Linked DNA regions of Gasterosteus aculeatus: region 1 is linked to region 2. A link is a contact called in public Hi-C data. All regions are on one chromosome and are shown on one strand. The core of a region is the stretch at or near the end of the contact, and the rest is flanking DNA. Distances in the headings are between cores, read along the strand shown. Region 1 holds the start of ponzr2 (plac8 onzin related protein 2). Region 2 holds the start of rars1 (arginyl-tRNA synthetase 1).

Region 1 (4,266 bases), core at 1,006-3,505, 290 kb after region 2:
GTTAAAGAATCCTTCAAAACAAACCAAAACGTTCAGCATTTAAGCACCAATGCCGGGAAAGGGCTTTTTCCTCCTTTTTAAATCTGCGTTTGGACTAAATGAACCAACCGGGGCCAAACGGGCCTGGGCTCGAAATGTAGACAAGAATCCTTCAGTTGTGGAGACGAACTTCAGGTGCCTTCTGCAGAGGAGCTGAAAGAAGATTATTCAAATTCTGTAGCGTGCCGTCATTTCCAAAACCTACACTTATTCGCCTGCGATTTAAGGGAGGAAAAAAAAGAAAAATAATCGTGTTTGAATTATTCCCTCGGAGATAAAATCATATATTCACAATATTTTCTATGCAGTATTTTCAGACAGTGGAGGAAATATTTCTGACCTTTAACTGATTAAAGCTTTTAGTAACTCCTTGAAACGGAGTCTCACCATCAAGTCCCGATTATAAGCTCAGCCAAGCAAGTGAAACAGGACATTGCAGTCAGAGATGATGCTACCCATCATGTTTAACTCGTCCGTCCGTGTACATGCAAAGATTTCTCTAAATGCACACATCAAACAGGCAAATAGCCTCGTTCTATCTGCATATCTACATTTCATTATTCACACAAATATCATCTAACTGCAAATTCAAGCCGTACCGGATTTGAGTGGGAGATCCTTGTTCCAGTGGTCTTCTTCTGTCCTCTCTGACTCACCACTGCTCTGTGTCTCTCTCCCCCCTCTCTCTCTCCATTTAAGAGGACACTTACTGGGGCAAAGTTCAGTAGTTGTTAGTGTCGACCTTTTCGGTGGAGGTCGGTAATGAAATGAAATGAAGAGAAACGGGTTATGTAACAGTGGAAACCTCTTCTTTTTATGCATTTCACACTGATCCACCGGCCAGCACGGACGCACACATTTAGACTACGTGGTGAAGAAAGTGGCACATTTAGCCAACATTTCCGCCTTTACAATGTCCTGTCATTGTGCAAATGGAATACTGACCATCTAAATGTTTTCAGTGAAGACCTTTTTAGCTTTGAGCTTCTTCTAGAGGAACAAAAAAAATTCAAATTTAGTTTAAGCAGAAGCATAATTAGTTGCCAGTGAAAACGGTCCCTCGTGTTTTGAAAAAAAAAGAAAAAAGCAGCGGTGCTTTAATAATTTGTCGCAGTTAATAAGCTGCACATTTGCAGCAGGGTTGCTGCAGCGGCCGCTCGCATCGCTCCATGAAATGACCCGCGCAGCGTTCCTGTTTCATCTGCACTCATCCGGCTTTTTGCTGAACTCGTCCGACCCCGGGGGGGGAAAAAAAAAACCTGTTGTGTTTTTTTTGGACAAAAGATTAAGATGATATTGACCGTGGATGGACTGTGACCTGTGTCTTCGTGGCTGCTGCTCTGCTGTCTGTTTGCTCTGATCGGACATTTCGCTCTTTGGTCGTCACCTCCTGAGTTCAGCTGGTTCATGTGCTGTGGACAAAGCAGGATCGCTCTGTGCTGTGGCCACGTGTTCAACAGCCAGAGATCCTCGCCTGTATGTGTGGTCCAATATATATATGCACTGGGCATCATGTCACCAACTTGTCACGATTTATATTCTTGTAACTAAAAGTTTCCCTCAGTGACGAAAGAAGATCTCAAAAGTCTCCCTTATTAATCATTTTGCTCCCCGATGGTGCGTTTATGACACCGGTAAAGTTTTCCACTTGTTCTGGATCCGTTAACATCTGACCCTGCAAACTGTGCTAAGCTTAGTCTGCTAACATGACAAATGCAGGATTTCGGCCTCTGCAGCATCGCTGCGGTTTACAAAAAACCTTATTTGAAGTTATAATAAATAGGGCTGTTAAATATATATATATAGAATTTAATTTGACCTATCACTGTTATTATTACGTTTAATATCACTGCTACACACCTGTTGTTCTTACTGTTTTTCCAGTTATAGTCTTTTGGTCTAAGCCCTTGTTTGAAGGTGTATTAAATAACGATAGTCCTTATAATATTAAAAAAGTGTTCCGTCTCCCATTAACTGTTGTATCATTCTGTTAAAACGCGTGATCCTCAGCTTCCAAAAGCTTCTGTTCACGTGTTGACAAGCTGCTCCATCAATAGAGCTTCCTGAATAAAACGTGTGCAGGGGCACGTGGAGGGAATCGCGTTAAAGTCGGGGGCCGTTCACTCGGCCTCACGCTGCCTCCTCGGGGGCCATCGATCTGGATCAAAGGTGGAGGGGAAGCTGCTGAATGCAAACTCTTATCACCAAAACAGTGTAACACTCTATCAGCTGGCTGGTTCAAGTCGTCGCCTCCCGCGTCGTTCGATATCCGCACCGGAGCCCCTCTTTGAAGCGCGTGTGCACAGAGGCCGTCTGGCGATCCGACCACGTTGTCCCGCTCGCCGCGGTGGCCCCCGCTGGACTCCACCTGAACCCGGTCCGGGGATCAGTGACACGCGTCCTAATGGATGCACATCGGAAACCGCAAACAAAAGGTGAAAAGCTTCAGACGACTATGAAAACATTCCAAAGACAAGATGGCATCTGTCTGGATGCCGAGGTCTGAGGGTTAAAAGGGAAGTCCAGTGACCAGCGGGTGACGCCGCCGCGCCTCGGCAGCACGCACACCGAGACGAGAAGGAGCGAGTGTCACCTGGCTAGTGGTGCCTCAATGCTGCACTGGTCACTGGACAAAGTTGTCCCTCGCCACCCCTGTTTCGGTTTCCACACCTCCCGTAGGTCAATGGTCACCGCGCTGCGGCGAATGACATTGTATTCTGTGGTTCCAGGTGACCTTTGACTTACACCGAGGCCGCCGGCGCTCTTTCTCATCGGAACAAGAACGCAGGGTGTGGCGTGCGTTCTCAGAGTTTTTGCTTCATGACTTCATGGTCTTTTTTTTTCTTTGTCACGTTTCATTTTCCGGGGGAAGGAATGAGGCAACAATCTCACAGATCTCACTTGGCTCCACATGACGTCCTTTCCATGACGTCTGCTGTTCAGCCTCTTTAAGAAGTTTTTTTTTTTTTTTTCACGGTAACTGTTCAGACATGGGAGGTTATTTTTATTTTTGTTTATTCCCGCACGCTCCTCATAGAGGAGAACAAACAGGAAATCATCCGGGCCAAAAACCCCAGGTTGTGACTTTCACCTGCGACATTACTCACATGACGGTGGAATAAAAGACAAATAGTTGCTCCCCGACTCCAAGTTCATGAATCTTTATGCTTAGACACAAAATACAAAAGTAGTTTGTCGTATGATATCTAGGACGGGGGCCTGGGGTGAATTTGAATCCCGAGACCTTAACCGGGAAATGTCTGGGTCGATTAAACTAAACCAAAAAGAAAACACAAGAATCAATCTCTTCTTCACACCTTTTTTGTTTTGGACGCGAACAGGCACGTCGTCGCAAGTGAGGAACGCCACAATGTCAGCGGTAACTCCGGGATCACGCAAACACCCCAAGACCAAGATGGCGACTCCACCGATGCCGAAAATCAGGTCAAATTAAAACTGAAGCGGCGAACAATGTGACTCATCATCTGCTAGGTTCACATCTACATAGCTACATAGCTATTCATCTCATTTGGCTAATGCCTCCGCATCATCAGCAGAGGCAAAAGAACGCCTCCTGACCCCAATTATGAGCAGGAAATACAGAGAGAACCTGCCAGGTGGGGATTGCTCTCCTGCCTGACTTCAGTGAGCGCTGTCTAATTATATTTTAATAGCTTGTTGTCCTTTGATTGGCAGGCTGACCTCCTGTAATCACAGCAAGCTGATGTCAGCGCCACACCCGCTCTGCTTGTTTAAATAAATAATAGAGAAGTTGAGGCAGCGCAGGACGGACCGGTCCGTCCGGTTTGTTCTCCCGGTTTCTGTTGTCTGCAGGTATTTGAGAGCCGGCGGAGGGAAGACGGCACCACAGTGAACGTCTCAGCCGTGACAGGACGTCGGACTCGGAGCTTTCTAACGAAACAGGTGAGGTGTTAACTCAGCTTTCTATGACCGCACCTTCATCACACTAGACAACTACCGGTCCGTACCAGTGTCTGATGTTTACTTGATACTTAATATTGTGTCCAGAGTTTAGCATTTGATTTCAAGAGTTATCCTCCTAATTTCTCCAAGAATTAGTTGTCATTGGACTTCCTCCTAGAAGAACCTCCTAAATCTGTAAAAACCAAAACAAGGTCAAAATATTAAATTCCTCTTCTGTCGGTTTCGGTGACGGCATGAATTGCCACTTTGCTTGTTGCTTATACATTCGACGTCAGTAAACTA
Region 2 (4,487 bases), core at 1,165-3,664:
CTTCTTCTGTGATTTACCTCGTGTTTCTAATGAAGCTTTTTCCAATCCTCCATTAATATTGGTAATGATGTTTGTCTGCTAGGAAATAGACCAGAATGCGTTGCAGAAACAAGACAACAGGGACTGGAAACACGTTCTCATTACTTTGCTTACTACCTCATTTTTATGGCCAGTTTCTGAGCCTTTTCTACATAAAGTGTTGTGACCACAGTGCGGGGACACGATGGACTACAATAAACGACCACAATGAGAAGCACGTTACCGCAAGAGAGACTAAAACTCACAAATATGAAAAACGCAACAAAAAGAAGACTGCAAACAATTTGCCAGAATGCATTGTGGGAAATGTAGTGACGAAAGGGAGCAAGAAGAAAGTTCAGAAGGTTGCATCCTTTGGACACTCAAGAATTAAACATTCTGTCTGACTTAGAAGAAATAAAAGAAGACACTACCTGCGTAACCGTAAAGCTCAACAAAAAGCTGGATTTTTACTTTTAAGTGCCAAAACCCAACAGTTTCTCAGCGTGCGGTCCTAAAGTGGACTCGTTGTCTCTCCCCAGGGACGCTTTGCAGCTGCTACATTATAAATAATTAACCGGACGATGGTCATACGTGCCGATGTCGTCATCTCTTGCTGGGTCATCATGCTATTTCCTGCCTTTTGGGTCCTTTAGGTGCTTTGGAGAAAAGTGACACAAACCCTTCTCGTAATCATGTCTCCATTTCCCAACGAGAAACCAGCTGCTGCCGTCCTTCCAGATGTTTCCGCTTCACCAGAAGAAAACACTAATTGTTTTAGTTCCACAGGAAAGGTAGTCACAACACCGTGGAAGTCGGGAATATATATTGCACAAACACATGAGAATAATTAATACCACTTAAATAGTCCAAAATCACCAGAGCTGCTCGCTCCTCATGTGGAGCTGGACGGAAGCTCAATCCGATGCCGTGAGGACGTTTGATCCGTCTGAGCAGTTTTTAAGCTAAACACTGTACAAACCATCAATACCAAAGATTTAACCGAAACTCACACCCTGGAATGTAGCCGTTAGTGTTCCAAACAATACTTTACCTGGGGTAAAAACTATTACATCTCAACATCTGGATCCGGTCCCACCCCCGCCCCCCCACCCCAAGTACAGCGGGCCGGTGGGGTTGAACTATAACAGGACAATATGGCGTCAATCAGAGCCTTATGCTGTTGTTTTCTTTCTTCTTTTTTTGGTCTTTATTGTCCAAACACGGCCGCCACTACGTGACCTGAATGAAGCTGGAAGCAAAGAGTGTTTGCATCGTTTTTTTCCCCAAATGGCAAAGCGTTTGTCTGTCGTGTTCCCCGACTGTAGAGCGAGTAGTTTTAAGGAATAGGAATGTCTGCGAGTCCAGTTGAACTCTTGTCCTGATCAACCGAATGTTGTTTAACGTCTAAATCGGAAAAACTAAAAAAAGGACACGTTTATACATAGCAACATCTGGATGAAGAAATCTACAAGAAATCACGATCATTCAGAGAAAAACAAATGCTGTTAGTCACAAATAATTATTTTTTCATCGTGTAGGTTGTGATATTATTCCTGTTTGTTTTTTGAAGTTCAAGTGCATTTTTTTCTCCGCCTTCTGTGGTGTGATTTTTGTTTTATCCCGAATTAATCTGTTTGTATTACGACTGTTGATGAACCTGGTAACGTGTATGGAGGCGGCTATGAGAAACATGCAGCATGTATTTATTGCACTTTGTGATTTGGGTGTGCTTTTCCTGTTTTTCTTTGTTTCGCAAGAGTCCTGAAAAGCTGTGAATTTTATTCTCAGACACTGTACTACCGACCAGATATGTAAATATTTCACCAGCACAAAAAACAACAACCAAACAAAATGTTTTGTAGTTTCACAACAAATAAAAAAAGTTCTTCTCTTCTATTTGATGTGTTTTGTGCGTCCAGAATTTACTTTTTTGTACATATTTTATCCATCTCCCTTAATATTTTAAATATGACATGTGGGATCCAGGTACAAATGTGTGTTTTTTTCCACTTTCCAAATATTCTGTTAGGGTATACTAACACTTTTGGTGGAGCAGAGTAAACTCTTTGTGTGCATTTCACTTTTTTATCTATTTATAAATCGGTCACACGGGAGAGTTTTGGTTTGCACTCTGTATTATTGTAGAATAACTAGCTTGCATGCAAAAAATTACTTACGATTAGCAGCAAGCTATACTTTCCTACGGTAACCCTATAATTTTATAACTATTAATTATTTTTCAAGTTGTCAAAAGCCCAAAAAGTTTTATTGTTACAGGTTTGATTTTTAACTGGGGTATTTTACAAGCAAATATATCATTTTTTCATTACGTCATATTGCAACACATACAGGAGGGGGCGCTGTCCTTCTTTGACGGTTTAAAGATCCACCAAGAAACACGAAGAAGAAAAAGATGACGTATCCTGTCCCGGAAGCACATACCTCAAAGTTTTGAACTGCTTCCTCATCCCAGTTTCGTCAGACACGAGACTCCGCATCGAGCAGACAGAAGAGTTTCTCTCTGGTGTGTCAGAAAGATGGGAGACCCCATAACCGAGTGCGCAGGCCGACTGCAGCAACAGGTAACCGGCCGGCCTGCGGGAGGTGTAGCTGGGGTTAGCTAGCAGGCTAGTCGGCGTCCATCCCGTAGCTTCGCACCGGGTCCGCAGGAGACAGAGCTGTGCCGAACGTCATTAAAGAAAGTAACAATTTAACGCTGTTGTACCTATTATCCAAAAATTAAACATGGCCGAAAAACAACAATAATGTGTACCGTTTAGATGTTTCCCATACTCACATTCGGCTGACATTAATTTGCCCGTATGCCCCTTTTTAACGAATACAATACACTTTTTTTTTTAAATTTTCCCTAAGTGGTGTGTTCATTTACTGGATGTCTGGTTTTGTTGTAGAATCTATTTATCCTCAAGTCTATTTCAGGGAGTCTTTGTATTAATTTGACGGTTTGTTGCATCGCGATGCAGCTTTCAGTTTCGTTGTGATACTCAATCATATAAGGCCATAAATACCACCAAAGAACTGCTCATGAAGTTAAACATTTACCCCTGTTGCCTCGTAATAATCTCATCGTGAAAGCACTACGATTTTCTGCCACAGTACAATGTGCCACAGACGAAAAATAAAGGGAATTACCAAACACCAGTTCCTATTTGCATCAGTGGATTATTTTGACACAAGCTAAAGCTGCTAAAGTCACAGTAAATCACATGACAAACAAATGTGACTGATAAATTCGGCTGATATCTATCTTTGAGAGTATACGAACTCCCAGCTGGCTCCCGTTCTCTCTTCAGGAACAAGCTCTTGCATCACAAGTAGACCTTTCCAAAACCGGATCGTTCCCACAAATCTTCCTGTATTGTTTCGCAGGAGAAGGAGATCCAGAGTCTCTCTGCAGAAATCGAGAGCCTCAAAAACCCGCAGAACCTGAGCGCGTCCGAACACCTAGATGAGCTGCGGGATGAAAACGCCAGGCTGAAGTACCGCGTCAACATCCTGAAGAGGGTGAGGGACACCGCGGGGGCCCCGAGCCCCGAGCCGACCCGAAGCGCCATCCAGAGCTGTTTGTTGGCTCAGCTGGTTGCTGACGGCCGGCTTAATATTTGTGTTAAACTCTGAAAACACACGGCTCCGTTGCACTTGTAAACCTAACGTGTTTCTTGCACAAATACTGCGTGTCCTCAGAGCCTGCAGGAGGAGAGGCCGACCGGCTGCAGCACGTCCATGACCAACATCAACCAGCGGCTGCAGGAGGTTTTCGGCGAGGCCATCCGGGCGTCCTGCCCCGAGCTGGACGACCCCCCCCTGTCGGTCGCGCCCAACCAGCAGGCCAAGTTCGGAGACTACCAGTGCAACAGTGCCATGGCCATGGCTCAGGTCAGTTCTCCTAATTATTGCTATCCCTAACCTTGATTTTTTACTTTCTCCACCGTTCTACGGATACATCCGCGCAAGGACGAGTCTGGTTTTAAAAGCGCTGTTAATTTAGTCGTGAGCTTTTTCTCTTCCGCAATAAAAAGACGCGGCGCAGAAAGGAGCGGTTTTTAACGACTGAAGGTCATTTTAATAGGGCTGTGCGAGTCGTTGAAGGATCTGTAACGTAATGTTTTACCACTTAAAGTACCACTTTAGATGTTGTGTTTACCAGAGAGATGCTCATAAATCTACAGGGGCAGTCGTTTTCTTTTTTGCTTCATTGTGACCGGGCAGCATTTAGTTGCGCCACAAGCTGCTCGAACAGCACAGCAGTTTCCCCACACACACACAAACAGACACGCGCACACTCTCACTCGTATAGCACTACTTTAGTATCCGTTCATTTAACGCCTTTGGCCGTCGCAGATGCTGAAGGCCAAGGGGGTGAAAGTCAACCCGAGGGAGATCGCAGAGAAGATCATCCAGAATCTGCCGGACAACGAACTCGTCGAGAAAACTGAAATCGCAGG

Evidence for each region. Hi-C and Micro-C count contacts between places; a contact is called where the count stands out from the background.
Region 1: a Hi-C map of skeletal muscle shows a contact between it and region 2, with 3 times the contacts expected there. The contact joins the promoter of ponzr2 here to the promoter of rars1 in region 2. A contact is called at or near these places in 2 of 6 Hi-C or Micro-C datasets (both in skeletal muscle).

Annotation. Positions count from the first base shown.
Region 1 is chr7:29,657,617-29,661,882 of fGasAcu3.hap1.1, forward strand. ponzr2 (plac8 onzin related protein 2) reads left to right here and starts at 2,256. Exons shown (of 4, transcript XM_040182954.2): 1 at 2,256-3,963. LOC144410373 (a long non-coding RNA gene) reads right to left here and starts at 582. Exons shown (of 2, transcript XR_013468403.1): 1 at 109-582; 2 at 1-11.
Region 2 is chr7:29,364,551-29,369,037 of fGasAcu3.hap1.1, forward strand. It overlaps rars1 (arginyl-tRNA synthetase 1), which reads left to right and starts at 2,415. Exons shown (of 15, transcript XM_078106894.1): 1 at 2,415-2,603; 2 at 3,412-3,546; 3 at 3,727-3,918; 4 at 4,384-4,487. The coding sequence starts at 2,559.